Regions from separate parts of the Oryza sativa genome. Here region 2 is linked to region 1. A link is a contact called in public HiCAR-type data. All regions are on one chromosome and are shown on one strand. The core of a region is the stretch at or near the end of the contact, and the rest is flanking DNA. Distances in the headings are between cores, read along the strand shown. Region 1 overlaps LOC4350603 (coiled-coil domain-containing protein SCD2). Region 2 holds the start of LOC9266065 (serine carboxypeptidase-like 45).

Region 1 (4,138 bases), core at 717-3,216:
AATGATGTGGCAAATAAATAAATGATGAAAGAGAAGAAAACCAGGTCTTACAATGAGACATGATTTCTACACAATATCCAAGACATTATGTGAGATAAGTAACATTAAATTTAAGTATAGAAGAGTGGTGTTTGTATTGAAAGAGTAGTGTCTAACACTAGTTTTTTTGATGATGTGGAGTTTATGAAAGCTATGTGTTGTGTCTTGGATTGGGACCGGTCTTAAAGTCGATAAAAACACATGTATGAAAGATTCCTATTAATCCTTCCATTCAATTTTGATCACCATATTTCAACCGTGCAGCAAGACCAAGGCGAAGGTAATTCTGCCTGCTAATCTTGTCGATTCAGTTACTTGCATGCAAAATTAAAGAAAGAGAGGCATCCCATTTTTATTCAACCAAATCATAGCTTACATGTAAAATGAATGACCAGCAAACCAGAGCCTCCTTTGCATGCATGTAGTACCATTAAATCATCATACAAACCCAAGAGCCATGCGTGCATCCCACCTAAGGCTAATACATGGATAAATTTTGAATATTTTGATTTTGCTGAGCCGTCGAACGAGGGATTACTACTTTAGGCTGTGTCCGGCAGCTTAAGCCCTGTTTGTTTAGGCTTAGGCTTATTGACCTAGACTTTTAAGTCAGTTTATTGGCTTATACTTCCTCTATCTATTTTTGATAGTCATATTTTATCTTGACACACAGATCAAGAATAAGTAGTTCTACTTATCATTCATTTAAGCATGGTATAGTCATTCCTCGTAAACAAGCGATTCATTAATATTTACATTTCTTAGAGCCCATGTAGCCAATCATGTGTGGAAGAATGGAGAGTCATGCATTAAATTCGAGAAAATCATTAAGATGATAGGTTGTTGGATTGAAATATGCCTATCAAAAATAAAATTTTCAGATTTAAAAATATGACTATCAAAAGTAGATGGAGGAAGTATGATTTATAAGCCAGTGGATTTAATGTACTAAGTTTAGTGGTTAAGTAATACATCTACCTCACATAAGCCAAAAAGCTTCTCCAACCTAGCTTTTGGCTTAATAGTGTTAGAGTGGCTTATGGCTTCAAAAAAGCCAAACGGAAAAGTTGTTTGTTTGTTTAGACTTAGACTTTTCGACTTATAAGTTGGCTTATAAACCTAAACAAAGAGGGCCTAAGATAGGAGCTAATCTCTCGCTTACTTAGAGCTACTCATTAGCACATAATTAATTTAGTATTATCTTTTTTAAAAAAGAAATTAATATGATTTTTAAAATAACTTTTATATAGAAAATTTTTATAAAAAAATATACTCCCTCCGTTTCTAATATTTGACACCGTTATTTTTTTAGCACATGTATGACCGTTCGTCTTATTAAAATTTTTGTGAAATATGTAAAACTATATGTATACATATAAGTATATTTAACAATAAATCAAATGATAGAAAAAGAATTACTAATTACTTAGATTTTTTTAAATAAAACAAACAATCAAATATATTTAAAAAAGTCAACGGCGTTAAATATTTAGAAACGACAGCGTTAAATATTTAGAAACGGAGGAAGTACTATGTAGCGGTTCGGAAAACACAAAGCACATGAAAAGGTTGGGAGTTAGAGCAGGTACAATATCAGGCTATAAACCAGCTATAACTACATATCGAGAAGAAAAGAGAAGAGATAGAAGAAAACGGGCTACATATTCGGGTATTAATGGTGTACTATATTTTTATAGTCAACTATTCTATAAATAGACTATTAGATTATATATAGATAATTTGAAAACAGCAGTCGGCTATACTATTAAACTTGCTCTTTCCTCGCAGTGGATAAATGACGCCGCCGTGGCTGCTGATGCTGCCTCCAGGGGGGAGCTCATGGCCATTGGATCAAGATCTAGTGGTCCCTGTCCCATGCGAGTCATCATCGCGTACCCGCCACGTCATCAACCGGAAGTCCATTTACCATACAGCACGTGACCCTCCCTGTACGACAAAAAGAGCCCGACCCAACTTCAGGCGTGCCACTGGCCCGTGGGCCCCAGGCTCTCATGTGGGGGCCCACCTGTCAGTGACACGGTGCCAAAAAGGCGCCTGCGCCTCATGATGGTATTGCGAGATCCAATGCTCAGCTGAAGTATATATACTCCGTGTGGAAGAGAGATTTCACGAGTTCGATTTCGATCTCTGCAATTTGAAGTTCATCCGAATTAAGAATTGAAAAAAAATAGCCAAAAAAAAGTTTCAAAAACGATTGATCAGCTCGGATTGGTCATGTGTGAATCAGTGCCCGCCGCAGAGAGCACTGGAGGCCATCGGATGGGGATCGTGTGGTCCCGATCCATCCACGCTAATCATCACCACCACCCCATCCTTTGCTGCAGCAACAGCAGATTGATATAATTATGGATCCATTCAATACATGATGCTGCCAAACACATAAAAACAATCCCTCATTGAAAAACAAAACACAGTTTTTTAAATTCTAGCAAATCCCCAGAAGGAGACATGCTCTAGTACAGATCTCGAGACAATCTTGGTCCAATTTTTTAGAAACAAATATCAAGCAGGAATCAAACACATTTCAATAACATGTTAGTAACATGCATGGCAAGAATGAGACTAATCAAAGTTAAAATTTCCAGCCGAAAGTGAGACTAGTGACAGGACTGGACACTTAGGTTTACTGCTAATTCGGCTGGATTGAAATGGGGACAGCAAAAGGGCTCCCTTGATTGTCACTCACACACAACAAACATCAAGTCAAGCAGCTATATATGTTTAGGCCTATGGAAAGTACACAATTTGATTTAATATGCATCCTTTCAAGATGCTGTAACAAGTCAACAACACTGTTTGGGTTGGGGATGCAAGTTATGTACACCAAAAAAAGAATCAATCGACTACTATGTTGTAACAAAAACTCAAAATCATAAACAAGAAACATCTTTTTTTGTAATGTTCTACGGTTCATGTACATCACAGAGGGGGAAAAACTGAAAGTCTGAGACCCAGTGCAAGCTTTGTTTGAGGCTGCTAGGTCAGATCCTCGACATCGGACGATTCCTCGTTGGTGGTGTCCATCTCATCTTTTGTGGTGGTGTTTTTCAGCTCTTCTTTGGTGCTGTTCAGCTCCTCTTCTTTGGTAGAGTTCGCCTCTCTCCGCGAAAGTTCCCATAGTAGCTGTTCGATTCCTAGGCGCCTCAGCTCGCGTATACCCATATCAACTGTGATAAAAATGTGTCTCAAGTGTCAAGAGTGGGCAAGGAGGAATGCAGATGCACCCCCAAATAAATTGTTTCTAGATTGATATTTTTCATGAAAAAATGAGAGAACTTTCAAAATTCCAGCTCAGGATAGCGATATAATGCCAGTCTAAAGAGCATGACAATCATCAAAAGATGCCATACTGATTATTGAAGAAGCAAAGACATATATATGCAAACAAGATGTTGAAAAGGAAAATAATTGCTAAAAGCCGACATTTTCGACAGCAAACGTTTGGAAAGGGCAAAACACAGAGAGATTTCAGGTAGAAATTTGTAATAAAACAATGTGTAGATGAACAAAACTGTATAACGCCAGTAAATTTGACTGGAAGCAAAAATATAATTCCTAGTATGTGAACTTTTCAACTAATGAACAGTTAACTTATGACATCAAGCAAGTTTATTTTAAATAAGATACTCTAAAGGTGCATTCAGATAGTACACTGTGCATGTCTTAACTTGTTGTGAAGCAAGTTTGAATTGTGAATCTGTGGTTTAAGATAATGGTACCTGGCACTTCAAAGACACACTAAATTGCATGTATTAAATATATTGGCTTTCATTATGCAATGTATTTGATTTCAGGTATTGGACTTTTGGAGCAGAATTATTTCTGCCAGCTTGTATATTTTCCTAGCAAATGAAATAAAGCAGAAATATCCTATGAGTAAGCTGTGTATAAGTCGCCAAGCACACACCATCTACAGCATCATGTGAGGTGGGCTGCTGCCCATGTCGATCAATCCACATCTGCAACCGCTCCTCAGCAATATCATCTTCCACGTTATGGGTTTTAGCCCTTCTCCAGAAATATACGAGCCATGCCTGCGCACACCAAAATAAATGGTCACTTGCATTGGCAAATAACA
Region 2 (4,138 bases), core at 976-3,475, 42 kb before region 1:
TTTGTTCAGTTTGTGAAAAATGAGCAATTGATCATACATGAGGAGTGAGGATCTTGGACTGAGAGAGGACTGATGACAGGCAGACATCCAATGTGACGTCGTATTTGTCGACGAATCGGCTAGTCTCCCTTGTCACTTGGTTCATCACCCTTGCGCAAAGCGGGGTAAGCGACCCGCCATAGTACTCGGTGACATAGCGAGAATAGTTGCAAACTGAGGTGAAAATTCTGTATGTTGAGTCTGAAATCAGCCCATGGGACCAGAAGTACTCTGCCCTTGAGTTGAAGTCAGTGGTGAATTCAAGAACAGGATTGCCCAGCTGTCCAAAATAAAGATTGAAATAGTATTCAGAAAATGAATCACTGAGCAATGTGAATTTGCTTATGTCATCAGTTTCAGTTTGCTTACAGCAATCCCTTTGAGGTTGAAGATCTTGTTCTTCTTGTTAAATTCCACCATGACATCAGCAAGTTGTGGAATGTAATGCCCTGATACATGCCAAGAAACAAAATCATGGTACATCAAGATCTGCCTTGTTGACTATTATTAAAAAATCATAAATTTAATGCAGAAAAAGGATAGTAAAATGAAACTGTATATACATGCCTGCATAGCTTTCTCCAGAAATGTACAGTTCTCTGCCTTTGTACTGTGGGAACTTTTCAAGCCACCTTTGCAAGAACACCATATTGTCCATTGCTTCATTCATTCAGAAAAAGCAAAGTCAGAGCCATTAATCACTTGCAACCAACAACATCAACCATAGCAAAAGCTGTATTGCATAATGTCGTGCAAAGAACATTAATTCTTAAAGACCGATATAAATGCAAATAAATAAGAATACAACTGCTAATGAAGCAGTAAGAATATTCTCTTCCTACAATAACTTCTGCACAGGGATGCAGTACTGAAAAATAACAGAATCAAAAACAGAGACAAAGAACACAAAAACAGAGAAGAGAGACCATAAACTTAGGTAAAAGTAAAATAAAATCAGTACCTGTCATCTTATCATCCACACCCTGGTAGTATGCAGCATCAGCAGAGTAGGAGTAACCAACACCAGCTGGTGTCTCCAGGTAGATCACATTGGCCTCTGCAGAGTAACAGCACCACCACCAAAACAGTTAAAACATGTTCAGCTTTCTTGATCCAGCAAAAGGTTCAAGAAATTGGAATTGGCATGCAAAGCCACAAACAAAAGGTAAGTGAGGTAGCACTCATGGTCTCACACACACCTTTGTTCCAACTGTACTCATTCTTCACTAGCACCTGCCCACTTGGCCTGAATGGGCCATTCTCTGAGAAAGCTCCAACACCAAGTGAAGAACAGCCAGGACCTGCAAATAAACATTTTGGATCAGAGCAATTTTAAGAAACCATCAAAATTTACAGAGAAATGGGTAAAAAATTGGGTCAAGGATTTCAATGAAGAAACAAGTCAAAAGGAACAAATTTAGCAAAAACATTCTCAAAAACCCACAAGATGAGTCAGTTGTGGCTAAGAAAATTTCAAAGAACAAATTTGGAAAGAAAAAAGAAAGAAAGAAAGGAAACCAAGATAGAAACTGAAGGCTGAAAAACTTAGTTCAGTAAAGCAAGAAACAGAAAGAAAATTAAAAACCAGGAAGACCAAGAAGAAGAAAGTGCACCCAAGAAGAGCAAACTCCACATTCTGATTCAGCAATCCAAGAATACTAGAAGAACTCACCTCCATTGAGCCAGAGCACAAGGGGCTTTGTGGCAGGATCAAGCTCAGCCTCCACAAAGTAGTAGAAGAGAGCCCTCCGGCCCTTGTCATCCACACCAACGTAGCCAGCATACTGCCCAAAGCTCACCTCAGGCTGCCCTGGTAGCCTCTCGATCCTGTCTCCTCCATTGCAAGAACCCAGATGGAGCAATGCAGCAATTAGTAGCATCTGGAGTACTGGTGCTGCAACCACAATGGCCAATGGCCTCCTGTTGGAGCTCACCAGAGCCTGCATTGTCTTCAAGAAAGTGATAGAGAAAGAGAGATGAAGAACTAGAGCTTAGAGCAAGAGAGATTGGGTGGTGAGAAGGCAAGAGTCAAGTGTGCTCTTTTGCATTGAGAGGAGAGCACAGGAGGAAGAGAGGTAAAAAAAAAAATCTTCAAAAGATGAATGATTCAGTGGAGTGTTGGAGAGTGGCACTAGCAGTGGTAGTAGCAGATACAGATGCAGCAAGGCAAGGCCTTTTCTTTGCTTGGAGAGCATGTGGCTGCATTAGAATATATATAGGGGAGGAAAAGAGAATAAAAGGTACATTTTGTTGGACTATTGGGTTTGTCTGACAATGCTCCATTAATTATGCACCTTATCAGGATCAGGTTTGGAGATAAATACAGTAGTTAACTGCTCCTGAAAGTCAGTTTGTTCCTACAGCCACTCAAAGCATGCATGACAAGATTCAGAAAACTTAGATGGTCATTGGCAGTTGGCAGCCTTCATATGCAGTGCAAAACAGCAAATGCAAAGTTAAGTAGTACATATGAACATTAGCATTTCAGATCACATTGTTCATGCCTTCATGGGTGCATTTTGTGAACAAAGCAGTACTACCAAAAAAAAAACTTTTCTGTTCCTTTTGAGCTTCTCTCTGTTGCACTGAGTATTATGAAAGGATAAAGATCTAGCAATGTGCTAAAAAAACATAGGCAACATGTGAATAATTTGGACAAACAAGACACTGACAAAACAGTAGGTACACTCACTTAATTTAATTACATAGGATTCAAAATTAGCCTTTTATTTTATTTGGAATGCCTAAGGTGGAGTATACTATTAGATATACCTCACCAAGTAAAGGTCAACCATATAGGAGTATGCACATGAAAATCTCTTCATTTTTGGAACCTTTTTATGCAGTACTATTAGAGATCAATGAACATGCTCACATCTGTCTACACATTGATCCACTCAGTGATGCAATTTTATACTAATTCACATTGGAAAAAATGAACAGGAAATGCTTAGTTTAGTGGGTCACATGATGAGAGAGAGAGAGAAAGAGAGGAGAGGAGAGGGACAAGATGGACCCATGGAGCAAAAGCCTTTGCTGCATTACAGAAAGTAGGCTTTTTAGCTAGGGCTTCCACAGTATCACTCTTATTTTTAATATATACATATGTAGTCCTGTATTGTGCAGAAATGGTGGACATTGTTGCTTACTTCACATTATCATTTTTAGTTTTTTTAAGATAAAGGAAGTTTTTATTCATCTCAACTAATTACAGCTACTCCCTCCGTCCCAAAATATAACAATTTCGGATTGGATGGGACATATCCCATCCAGTCTTAGGTTGCTATATTTTGGGACAGAGGTAGTAGATGATATAAAATCACTGAGCATATATCATAACTCATAAGCAGAGGTTTAAGCTGAAAATTTATTTTTCTAAAAGAAATAAAGACAGTTTTGGTAGTATATAATATTGTAATACATATAGTACAACGACTAACGAGGAACAGGTTTCAAAGTCATCGGTTTATATAAAATGATAAAATAAGTTGGTATTTTGGCTGTTGTGATCTCTAGCCTCCGTCCGATGCAGGTGTGTGTTGGTACTTGAAATGTGCCATTTACCTGCAACACACTTCAATTTTTAATTAGTGCTAGGAGTTTAGCTGCTACCAAAAGATTGGCCTGAACTGTATAGTGTAGACTGAAGCGTTGGGCAACTTTTGCATGCTCTGCTTTATTTCGCCCATGTCATCAAACTTCCTTCATCACATAAACAATGTCCAGGTAGCCATGTAGGACTTGATGTTCAACTGTTTACAGCAGAACTTGCCTAGAATATTAGAAAAAAAAATCTATCTATAGTTGATATTTTGTATATACTCTCAACATTTTGGGCCTTATTTTTTCGCTTCTCCTTATCAGCTAAAGTTTGAATTTTCTACTTTAAATTTAGAGTTGATTTTGAGGTTTTTTCATTGAAGTTTATTTTTCAGCATTTGTTTTTAGATTGCTGATAACACGTATATAAAAGTTTTATTCAAAAATTATTTTTCGTTTGCAAGGCTCCGTTTAGCTAAGTTAAATAAAACTTTCATTAACTAAAAGAAGTCAAATATTATTTGGCCTTTCGGACAACAATATCACGCTAAATCACTCA

What was found. HiCAR-type assays count read pairs that join an accessible place to other places.
Region 2: a contact with region 1 is called in a HiCAR-type map of leaf, with 5 times the contacts expected there. The contact joins the promoter of LOC9266065 here to the enhancer-like site in region 1. A contact is called at or near these places in 10 of 15 Hi-C or Micro-C datasets (leaf, leaf mesophyll, panicle and 2 more) and 3 of 4 datasets of contacts at active chromatin or transcription factors (all in leaf).

What each region holds. Positions count from the first base shown.
Region 1 is chr11:20,729,494-20,733,631 of ASM3414082v1, reverse strand. LOC4350603 (coiled-coil domain-containing protein SCD2) reads right to left here. Exons shown (of 17, transcript XM_026021445.2): 16 at 3,968-4,094; 17 at 2,781-3,227. The coding sequence ends at 3,037. Among protein-coding and RNA genes, the nearest start is that of LOC4350603, 15 kb to the right of the region's middle. Within about 2 kb of position 1,966, at least 14 of the 15 cell types and tissues checked have open chromatin away from gene starts, as enhancers often do. A contact at or near this core is called in leaf, panicle and seedling, where this site is marked.
Region 2 is chr11:20,772,062-20,776,199 of ASM3414082v1, reverse strand. It overlaps LOC9266065 (serine carboxypeptidase-like 45), which reads right to left and starts at 2,225. Exons shown (of 10, transcript XM_015760358.3): 1 at 1,712-2,225; 2 at 1,239-1,340; 3 at 1,001-1,096; 4 at 607-699; 5 at 409-488; 6 at 38-319. The coding sequence starts at 1,985.